2 separate regions of the Capsicum annuum genome follow, and region 2 is linked to region 1. A link is a contact called in public Hi-C data. All regions are on one chromosome and are shown on one strand. Each heading gives the region's core, a stretch centred on a gene start, on an enhancer-like site or on the middle of the called end of the contact. The rest is flanking DNA. Distances are from core to core; before and after follow the strand shown.

The links. A called contact is a pair of places that touch in the nucleus more often than the background predicts.
Region 2: a contact with region 1 is called in a Hi-C map of leaf, with 2.7 times the contacts expected there. The contact joins the enhancer-like site here to the promoter of LOC107873479 in region 1. A contact is called at or near these places in 2 of 5 Hi-C or Micro-C datasets (bud and leaf).

The regions. Positions count from the first base shown.
Region 1 is chr6:30,015,811-30,021,002 of UCD10Xv1.1, forward strand. It overlaps LOC107873479, which reads right to left and starts at 3,536. Exons shown (of 4, transcript XM_016720337.2): 1 at 3,112-3,536; 2 at 1,892-1,987; 3 at 1,122-1,259. The coding sequence starts at 3,351.
Region 2 is chr6:30,154,332-30,159,750 of UCD10Xv1.1, forward strand. No RefSeq gene overlaps it. Among protein-coding and RNA genes, the nearest start is that of LOC124899679, 29 kb to the right of the region's middle. Within about 2 kb of position 1,665, at least 5 of the 5 cell types and tissues checked have an H3K27ac peak or open chromatin away from gene starts, as enhancers often do. A contact at or near this core is called in bud and leaf, where this site is marked.

The sequences.
Region 1 (5,192 bases), core at 2,286-4,785:
GCTCCTTCTTTAATTTAATAAAGTTAATTCAATAACATTGTAATAATGTTAATTTGATAACGTTAATTTAATATACTACTACCACTATCCTTAATAACGTTAATTTAATAACGTTTTATTAAAACTATATTTTTTTTTATTATTAGTATAGTTTCATCTTTAATTTAATATTTAAATAAATTATATTTAGATAAATTTTATAACTTAAATTCGACTTCTGCTTTATAATATATATACATACCTGCGCGATTTTTTCGTATGAGGCTAACCCACCTAATTAATAAATCTTCAATATTGCTCTCTTTCCGCAATGACAAAAAAAATTAGATGTCATTTTCATCTTTGAGCCGAAAATAATGCAAAAATAATGATGAAAAGTCATTTAAAGGTCATATTTGTGCAGTTTTGAATAGTTAAAGGTCATATTTGTGCACTTTCAAAGTTTAAAATCATATTTATGTATTATGCCCTTAGATTTTAAGCTGAACACGCTTAGTTTTGCGTGTTGAACACGCGTTTTTCCACGTAGGATCGGAGGTCATATTTGTGTAGTAAAGATCATATTTGTGCACTGTCAAAGTTTAAAGTCATATTTATGTATTATACCCTTAGATTTTAAGCTGGACGTGCTCAGTTTTGCGTGTTCACGTAAGATTGGAGGTCATATTTGTGTAGATTTGAATAGTTAAATGTCATATTTGTGCACTGTCAAAATTTAAGGTCAAAGTTATAATTTGATGTCAAGTTTAGGATCATATTTATATATTATCTCTTTTGTAATTTTGGATTAAGAATAAGTGCTTAAAAACTATTTTATTTTATCCAAACATTACAAGAGTGCTTTTTCTTTTTCATGCACCTCTCAGTAAGTTATCCCAATCATTTTGCCACATACCAAACCAGAGGTTTTTTTATCCAAAGGGAGTTTAGCTTAGGTATTAAACTCAGTAAAATAATAGTTTAGGAGGATCTTAATCAATTCACCCTTACAATTTATTGTGTGATTTTAAAAATTCTATCTTGTCTTACTACTGCTCCTCTCTAAAGAAATTTATCTAGCAACGAAAAGTTCTAAAAAAAAAAATTAAAAAATCCTACAAGAAGTTGCATTTGGTGCATACCTCATCAACAGGAGATGGAATCCAATCATTCGTAGCTGGATTCCCCTTGTAAACATGGCTTGAATCAGTACCGGAATCAACTCCTATATTGAAAGTGTTCCCATTTCCATTCCCCACCTTGATAAATCCTGTTCCTGTCTGCGTTTTTTCCAAAAAAAAAAAAAAAAAAGAAAAAAGAAAAAGAAAAACTTCATTAACCTCATTTTTAACCAAAATTTACAATGCTCCGATTATCTAAAAATATTGGCAGGAGCAAGTCAAATCCTTCAAAATCGCATTATTTTAGAGAATTCTACATGGTCATGCTGACATTTTTGAAGTATTGAAGCAATATGGACAGAAGGAATACAGCCAAAGATCTTTATAACATCTATAACAATATTTTACTTTTTCTTTCAAACCAATTTTCATATCACCACATCCCAATTCATATGGGACTATTTTAATTTTGAGAGTTAAATCTTTTAATTTTAACTTCAAATTCAGATATGGAATTTTTAAATTTTTTGAAACGAAACTTACACTTTAAAAACTACGTAAAAAGTACTATAAGTCATAAATCATAATAAATGACAATTCAAAAATATTTAAAAGACAAAATTACGGTCAAAAAGACTAATTTTGAATATCGAAACTCGTAAGGTGTTACATAAATTGAAACAGAAGACAACATTCGATATAGTAGTCAAAAGATATCCAGACAAATGATAGAAGTTCTGACTGTAATTGGAAAATTAGTTAATAGGACTGTTAAGAGTGAGAGTAGGAACCGTGTGGTGCTGCTTGTCAACGCAATTGAGATCTTTGTAATACTCTGTTTCCACAAATTCCTCTGTCACTTGGCCACTTCCATTATAAACCAATTTCTGCACACCAATAACAAGACATATATCAGATTCCAGCAGAAACAAAAATTACCGCATAATTCTTTCCATTTGTCTTAGCTTGGATAGAGTTATCTGATATTTATTGTTGGTAAGAGGTAACAGGTATTCATTCTGTGGATTTAATTGAGTGGTACAAAAGCTGGCCCGGACAATACAATTATTTTCTTTAAAAATTGCCAAATTTGTCCCTTTAATCCTTGTCTTAAGTGGTCAAGAGGTCACAATTCCATTGATTTTAGTATAACAGATTATATTGGTTCCTGTTTCCTACCCATTGTTAGCATGTATCTTCCCTGATATTTTTAGCATCCTCCGTGATCTTCCTTATGAGCGAATTACACGTGATTCAACGCTCAAACGGAAGTGCTATTTCTTTGTCATTGGATCAACAAAAGTGTGATTCAACTGGATCAAGAGAAAACCAGATTTGCTGGTAAATTTAGAATTATAAATTAAGTTTCGAATATAGCCTTTCCTAGTCTTAATTTGTTAACTAACTACAATATTGCTCCATTTCATTTCCAAGCTAGTTGAGTTCAGTTATGTGAGTGCTCACTAATCATCATTTCTCTTCGATGAACCTCATCTAGCTCCAATATTATATCAAAAACGTAGTTTCTCTATCACTACAAGTTCTCTTTCTACAATTTCTACCGACATATAAATCACCAACAAGAAACCCCAAAAGAGAAAAATGAGAAAAGAAAGAGTTTGACTCGAGGATCATTCTTAAGGTGTAGTTAAGAGCTCTGTTCAGTAACTTTAGCTCAAACATCATATTTGTATTTAAAATGCATCTAATATGTGCAAATAACCTACTCAGAACCTATTAAGCAAAAAGAATTATGACTCAAAGCCCAGCTAGTACTTTCAAAACCGATTACAAATTTCTGCATAAGAAATCATAAAATTTGCAAATAAATACTGTAGTAGTTATGATACACTAACTTTAAAATATAACCAGTTCAACTTTAAGAATCAGAGAGGTTGAACCTATAAAGGTTACATCCTAGATCAGCTTCTGTTCAAAACCCATAAGCTTCAAATCCTGAATCCTACATTTACCGATAAAAAGACCGACAAATCAAGAGAAAGAGGTAGACCTGAGTATCATTCTCAAGACGTTGGAATTCAAGATTTTCAGGGATAATTGTACCATCAGAAGGAGTCGTATTCATTTGATCAACATAAGTAGAAGAATATTCACTTCTTTGAGGCTTAGTATGTCTCTTTGGTGCAATGCCATCAAAATACTCCCTTGTTGTCTCCTCTATCTTTGCTTCTTCCTCTTTTGATACATGCACATCACTTCTATTTGGTCTGATATTTCCACTCACTTCCATTTCTTCAATTCTTCTACTTGTTAAAATCTTGAGAAGTATTATTTCTTTGATGTTATAAGTTCTCTAAAAAGGGCGGTTCAATATCATATCAAGTGTTGCAAATCTTGAAAAGTAGTTAGATACCTTTGGGGTAGATATTTCGGTTTACTAAAGATATTTTGTCCATGTATGGTCGTAGGGTACGGTGTGCATTTAATATTTCCAAAGTTTGATTTTGGTAATTGGAAGTGAATATATTTGAAATGATATATTGATTGAAAAAATAATTAATAATATAGTTAATTTATTATTATATTTGATGTTTACATTTTAATTTTAAAAAAAAAAAGTAATTAATGTAAAGGGTAAAATATAAAAATTTTGTCTTGATTAATAAAAAAATTAAATAAAATAAAAAATTAAATTAAAAAATTTGGGATAAAACAACTGTTCGTTGTGGTAAATTTTGATTCAGTAATTTATGTCCAACCCTATTTTGGAAATTATGGGACCGTTCGTTTTGTAGTTTATTAAAATTCGTTTTTAGTTTTGTTTTTCTTTAATACGAGATCTGTATTTTTACGCACAATAGATTTACAAATAATGCACACGAGATTTGAAACGATTTAAGATATTTTGATCATTGTTTGGAAGTTGGTTCTGTCACCGGATACAAAATTTAAATTTTAAATATTTAACTTTTAAAATTATTTACATTGAACCTGTTTTATTTGCCATATGAAATTTTTATACAAAAATTTATGTTGCACATTGAAAGGTCGTTTGGTAGAGTGTATAAAATAATACTGAATAAGTTATATTAGTAATGTTGAAATTAGTAATGCAGAGATTAGTAATACTAAGATTATCTTTTATACAATATTTAGTTTGATGTATTGAAAATAATATGTATTGTTATATTTTAAAAAAAATATTATTTGTTTACAAAAATACCCTTGACATATTATAACTTTGTGTATTTTCTTTACAAAACTTTATTATTCTTTTTTAAAAATAAAAATATAACTAATTATTTACCACTTACAATTTTTTTTTATTATCTTTTCTTTATTTGCTCATCATTTATTTGTTGTTTCCACTTTGTGATGTTCTTACGTTGGAGGGAGATACGTGTAACTTTTGATTGAGACAATAGAATTATTATTAACATAAATTTGTGTTCCGTAAAGTGTTAAAGTTAATTAGAAAAATTATTTTTATTTATGAATACCATATTTATAAAATTAAAGTTTGTATGCAATCATGCAATTTATTTTCGGATTTTGACCAATAAATATTTTTTAAGTTAATTGAGTAGTTTTTTTATGACTAAAATTATTTGGAGGAATATTATTATCTTGATAAATTAAAAAGAAATAACTCACATTGAATAAATTGAAAAGATTTAGCAAAAAGATTAAAGAAATTTGAGGGCGCTTTTGTCTTGACACATATTTATCCATGGATTACTAATCCCACTAACTTGAATGTATTAGTTATACACCCTATATTACCATATATGATGTATAACTAATCCATATATTAGTTATAGATAACTTTAAAATTGTTACCAAATAATATATTAAGTACTCCTATCATTTAATCCATAGATTATGAAAATAATCTAACCTACCAAACGAATCCTTCAGTGCTTACTATTCCTTACTTCCTGGGTGAATCTAAGATTTATATTATGTATTCAAACTTTAGAATTCTTTACATGAATTTATTACTTATATACTTCAAGTTATGGATCAATTTCCGTAAACAATCCCTGTCTCATAGCTCTCTCTTCCTCCCTACCCTCTCTCTCGCTCGCACCGGTCGCCGGCCCCCGTCGTCGGCGCCGACCCGACCCGACC
Region 2 (5,419 bases), core at 415-2,914, 140 kb after region 1:
AAACATTATAAACATATGGTTTAACACATAGATGTTTAGTTATACCGTTATCAACCCATTACACACGCAAGAAGTCCTCGAAATTAGGCTAAACAAGCGTAGATTATGACACTTTAGGTGCATAAATTCACAAAAGAATATATGTGTGGTTGTACTGATACTGTACTTAATATATCTCCATTTGGAGATTAGTCATGTTGAAGGTCAGTTGGAGTTTCTATAGGTGCAGCGTCATCTATTCTGCAGCAGCTCCTGCTCCTACTCCCACACGGATGTTGTGTCTAGGGCCATTCCTCCATTTGTTTAGCTCTCTTGTATTGGTTTAGACTAGGTTATGAGAAGTTGTTTAGTATAATTCCAAAATGTATCTTTTCGTGATAAAGTTTTGTTGTTGAAAAAAAACTATTCATGGATTTATTTATGTTTTAAGTTTTAACAATGTCTTATGTAATAATTGAATGGTTGGGTGGTAAGAATGACGTGTTACCTTTTTTAGTAACAAGTTAACTTTGAAGGGTCTATTTTACCTTTAATAAAATGATTTATAATCACACAAGCATCTATGACTTATGTTAGACCACAAGTTTCAAAAGTTCTTTTTGTTTCTTAAACTCACTGCCAAATCAAAGAACTCGTATAAATCGCAATGGAGGGTATCATATATATGAAATGATACTGATATAGGGCAGCCAAACAAAGCCAACATAATTTAGTTAATATATATGGTCCTTTCTATAAAGCTTGATCTAATTCACAGGGATACACGTGCAACCACATGTCCGGATTGGTTTACTATCTAAATAACAGTAAAGACAAAATGTGAGAAAAGGAAAAGTTAAGGACACGATCATCTCAAATTGTTCGTTACACAAAATGAGTCTTGTTTCATTATCTAACGATAAATTTAATGATACGATACAATAAAATTTAAGCAATAATTAAAATAAACATTATAGCTAAACTAATTAACAACATATACAATAGGTAACAATCATCCAAAACTTCGGTACCTTTAAATAATGATAAAGTTGTTGTGTGACTTATAAGTCATAAGTTCGAGCAAGCAATTACTACAATAGGTAGCAACCATCATACATAGACACAATGATAAAGTTTTCATATGACCTAAAGGCCACGTGTTCGAGAAGGCAATTACTACAAAGGGTAAAAACCATCCAAAACTTTTGTATATTGAAGCAATGATAAAGTTATCATATGACTTGTAGGTCATGAGTTTGAGCAAGCAATTACTACGACAAGTAACAACCATCCAAAACTTTGGAAATTTTAAGCAATGATTGTTGTTTGACTTATAGGTCATGAGTTTGAGCAAAAAATTACTACAATATATAAGTACATTGAACCGATGATAAAGTTGTCATGTGACCTATAAGTCAAGAGTTCGAGTAAACAATTATTACAATAGGTAAAAACCATTAAACACAGTGATACATAAAAGTAATGACAAATTATCGAACAATATATAAATCACGAGTTTGACAAAGCAATTACTAAGTCATGAATTTTAAGCAAGCAATTACTAGATCACGAGTTCGCGCAAGTAAGGAGATGCTAGTTTCAGCTCCACTTGAGGGCTGAAATTGGCCTTGTTTCGGCACTTTTGAGCGCCATTTGTACCTCTTCAACGATGAAATTTTTTACTCCAATATTTCTACCCTGGACTTCAACCTGGGCACCAAATAGTTGTAGTATTTGGACTATTTATTCTCCTTGGGTTTGAACTCTCTTCTCAAACAAAACACCTTTGGATCTGCAATTGAAGCCCATACTTATATGTTATGATTCTAGTTGAATTTCTTCAACTATATTTAGATTTGTAATTATTTTTTCCTTGCATATATAATCTTGAAGTAAGAATATATTGTTTTCACTTTTTCATATGGTGGAAGACGTACAGTATTTTCCCCCATCCCCGTCCCCAACTCCTAATTAATGGTTTTTGGATGAAAAATAGGGAATATGAACTGATACTAACATGGGGAAAGCCAATAAAGTCAGCATAATGTATTCATCATTATATATATGTCCTTTTGTACAAAGTTTAATCTAATATTGATTTTGTTTTAATAATAAAATCTTCTAATTGAATTTGCAGATAATATTTATTTAACATTTTTCTAACTGAATTTGCAGGTTTTCCATATCTCACATACATGTTTTAATTTATTTGTGTGGTTCAGAGAGTCTGAATTAATTCACAGGAATAAAAGTGCACCCACGTACGTGTACATATTGGTTCAGAAAGTTTGAACTGGTTCACAGGGACGCACGTGTATCCATATATTAGTTAAATAATAAAATAAAGACAAAATGAGATTTAAAAAAAGGCAGCTACACAATCACAATAAATCAATTCATATACAAAATGATATTTTTTGTTGTTACCTAACGACGTAGGTAATGATGATATACAATAAATTTTAACAAACAGTCAAAATAAATTTTGTATTCAAACTAATAACATAATATAATAAAATAGGTAACCATCCAAAACTTCGGTTCATTGAAAAAATGATAAAGTTATCGTATGACATCTAGGTCACAAGTTCGGGTAAGTAGTTACTACAGTAGGTAGCAACCAATCAAAATATTTGTATATTGAAACTAGGGGTGGGCATGGTATGATATATACTGAATACCATATCAAAAATAAAAAAATTTATATCGTGGTATGGATGTTATGGTATTTGGTAGAAATTTTAAATTATTTTGGTATTTGATATGGTATTTGGTATTTATGCAATAAATACTGAAATACTGTATATCGCACCAAAGTTTTTAAATTATATACAAAATTCATATATATTATATTTTAAGATTATTAAATATATTTATACATTATCTATTAGCCAATTGAACATAAAAGTAACTTTTATTCAGAAATAAAATTTTTGGAAGCTTATTATTTAGAAGTACTATGCTTAAGTTTAGATAATGTTGTTCAGAGTTTGCATTTTAGACTACTCAATCCTAATTTAAATGTTCTTTTTGTATAATTGATTGACAAAGATAGTTGTTAGTTTGATATGATTGAGATGTTTTTGAAGTTTAAAGTTATAGATTTTTTTATATGAATATATGTAAGTTGAAATCAAATAAAGTATAGTTACGGAATCACCATACCGTAAAATATCGAAACCGAATTTAAAAATATCGAACCATACTGAATTAATTTGGTATGGTAATGGTATTGTTCTTTTAGATATCGAAAACCGAAGTTACCGTACCGAAGTTTAAAATATTGTACCGCACCTTACCATGCCCACCCCTGATTGAAACAATGATAAAGTTGTCATATGACTTAAAGGTCACGAGTTAGAGCGAGCACTTTCTACAGTAGGTAAAGCAAATCGTCCCGAACGTTGGTACATTGAGGCAACGATAAAGTTGTCATGTGAATTATAGGTAGAGTTCGAGCAAGCAATTATTACAATAGGTAACAACCATCCAAAATTTTGGTACATTAAGCAATGGTAAAGTTTTGATGTGACTGATAGGCCACAAGTTCGAGCAAGCAATTACTGCAAAAGATAATAGCCCTCTAAAACTTTGGAATGTTAAGGTCATGATAAAGTTGTTATGTGACTTATAATCATGAGTTCGGGCAGTAATTATTACAATAGGTAACAACCATGAAAAAGTTGATACATTAAAGCATTGAAAATTTATTGAATGACTTATAAGTCACGAGTTCGAGCAAGCAATTCCTAAGTCACGAGTTTGAGCTAGCAATTAATATGTCACAAATTTAAACAAGCAATAACTAGCTCACGAGTTTGAGCAAGCAAGGAGATGTTGGTTTCAGCTCCACTAAAGGCCTAAAATTGGCCTCCTAGTGGGCTGATTTGGGGCACTTTTGGGTGTCACTTTGTACCTCTTGAAGGCTGAATTTCGGACCCAATTATTTCTACTCTTGGACTTCAACTTGGGCCACAAGCTAGTTGTAGCAAATTACAGGAAGTGACAAACTTAAAGACCATAATTACAATAAATAGCAATACTTTCACAAAATTATATTTTGTAGCAAAAATAGCATTTTTTTTGCCCATAAATTTTAAACACGTGTGTTTCACTACCTCTCTCCTATTTTCACTCCATTACTTTATCTCTCTCTTATCTTACCATATTTTTTTAAATTGTGCTTATTTTTCAGATTTCATTCTAATTTCTTACCCGTTTATCAATCTTTTTCACATTGTTGATAAATATCATGCTCCATCAAATAAGGTAACTATCAAATTACAGTTATTCATATTATCTCTTCCACATTCTATAAATTTTGTATTTTTTATTTTTTTTGTTCAACATTGTTCTTGCGATTTTTCTTTGGAGTTTTGTTAATTTTTTATTGTGAGATTATGGAGGATTAAAACAAGATAAGATCTTAAATTTGTTTCTACGCCTATTCAATCGAAGAAAGCAGTGACCATAGAACAGGTGAGATCGAAGCATCGTAATAATCCGTAGAAGATTACGAAAATTATGAAACAAAAAGGAATGAGAAACCTTCATCTCCAATTTCCACAAAATGCAAAGATCTGAGAAAAAGAGAAAGTTAAAGAAAATGGGAGAATCAAGTAAAATTTCAAGCCATGTCGGTCAAAATTCTTCTAAATACGATTTCAAAGAAGATAAAGTCGAAGAGATATATGTATTTGTAATTTTATTAGCTTATGGGTCATGTGCAGTATATGTATTTTTTATATACATATGGTTATGTTGATATATATTTTTAGAGGGTAACATATATATTTTTTAGTACTTTTTTAATGTTCATGATATGTATTATGTATTTTTTAGTTTAGTTATATGTATATGTATATAGTTGTAGTTGTTACTGTTTAAGATATGCATTTGAATTTTATTGTTTTATATGAGTCACCTTTGTATTTCGCAAATACATAAGAAGATATATAGAATAGTTATGTTTGTTACTATTTAGTATGAATCTGATATGTATTTCATAACTACATATCAGAGTTATATTTGTATTTTTTGTATGGTAATACACATATGAATTAGGCATGTATTCTGTAAATACATATGTAGAGTTATATGTATTTTTTTGTAATGTAATAATTATTATGTAAAAGAAAACATATGCATACTATGTATTTTGTATTATTTGTTTTGTGAAAAGTACATGTAATAAAGATTTATGTCATTATTTTGTTCTATAGGTGCCGCGTGATCAATATATTCATGGCAAGAGTACTTTTCAAGGTTTCCACCACATATAGGATGTCACACAATCAATGATATTGAAGAACGTATTAAGGCGATGTTATCAAAGGAGCAGTACAAGATTTTTCGTTATAAGAATATTTATGGTGTCTATATGAAGAAGAAATATGTAGTTCAAGCGCAATTAGGCAGATGTATTATGTCGCAAATGTAT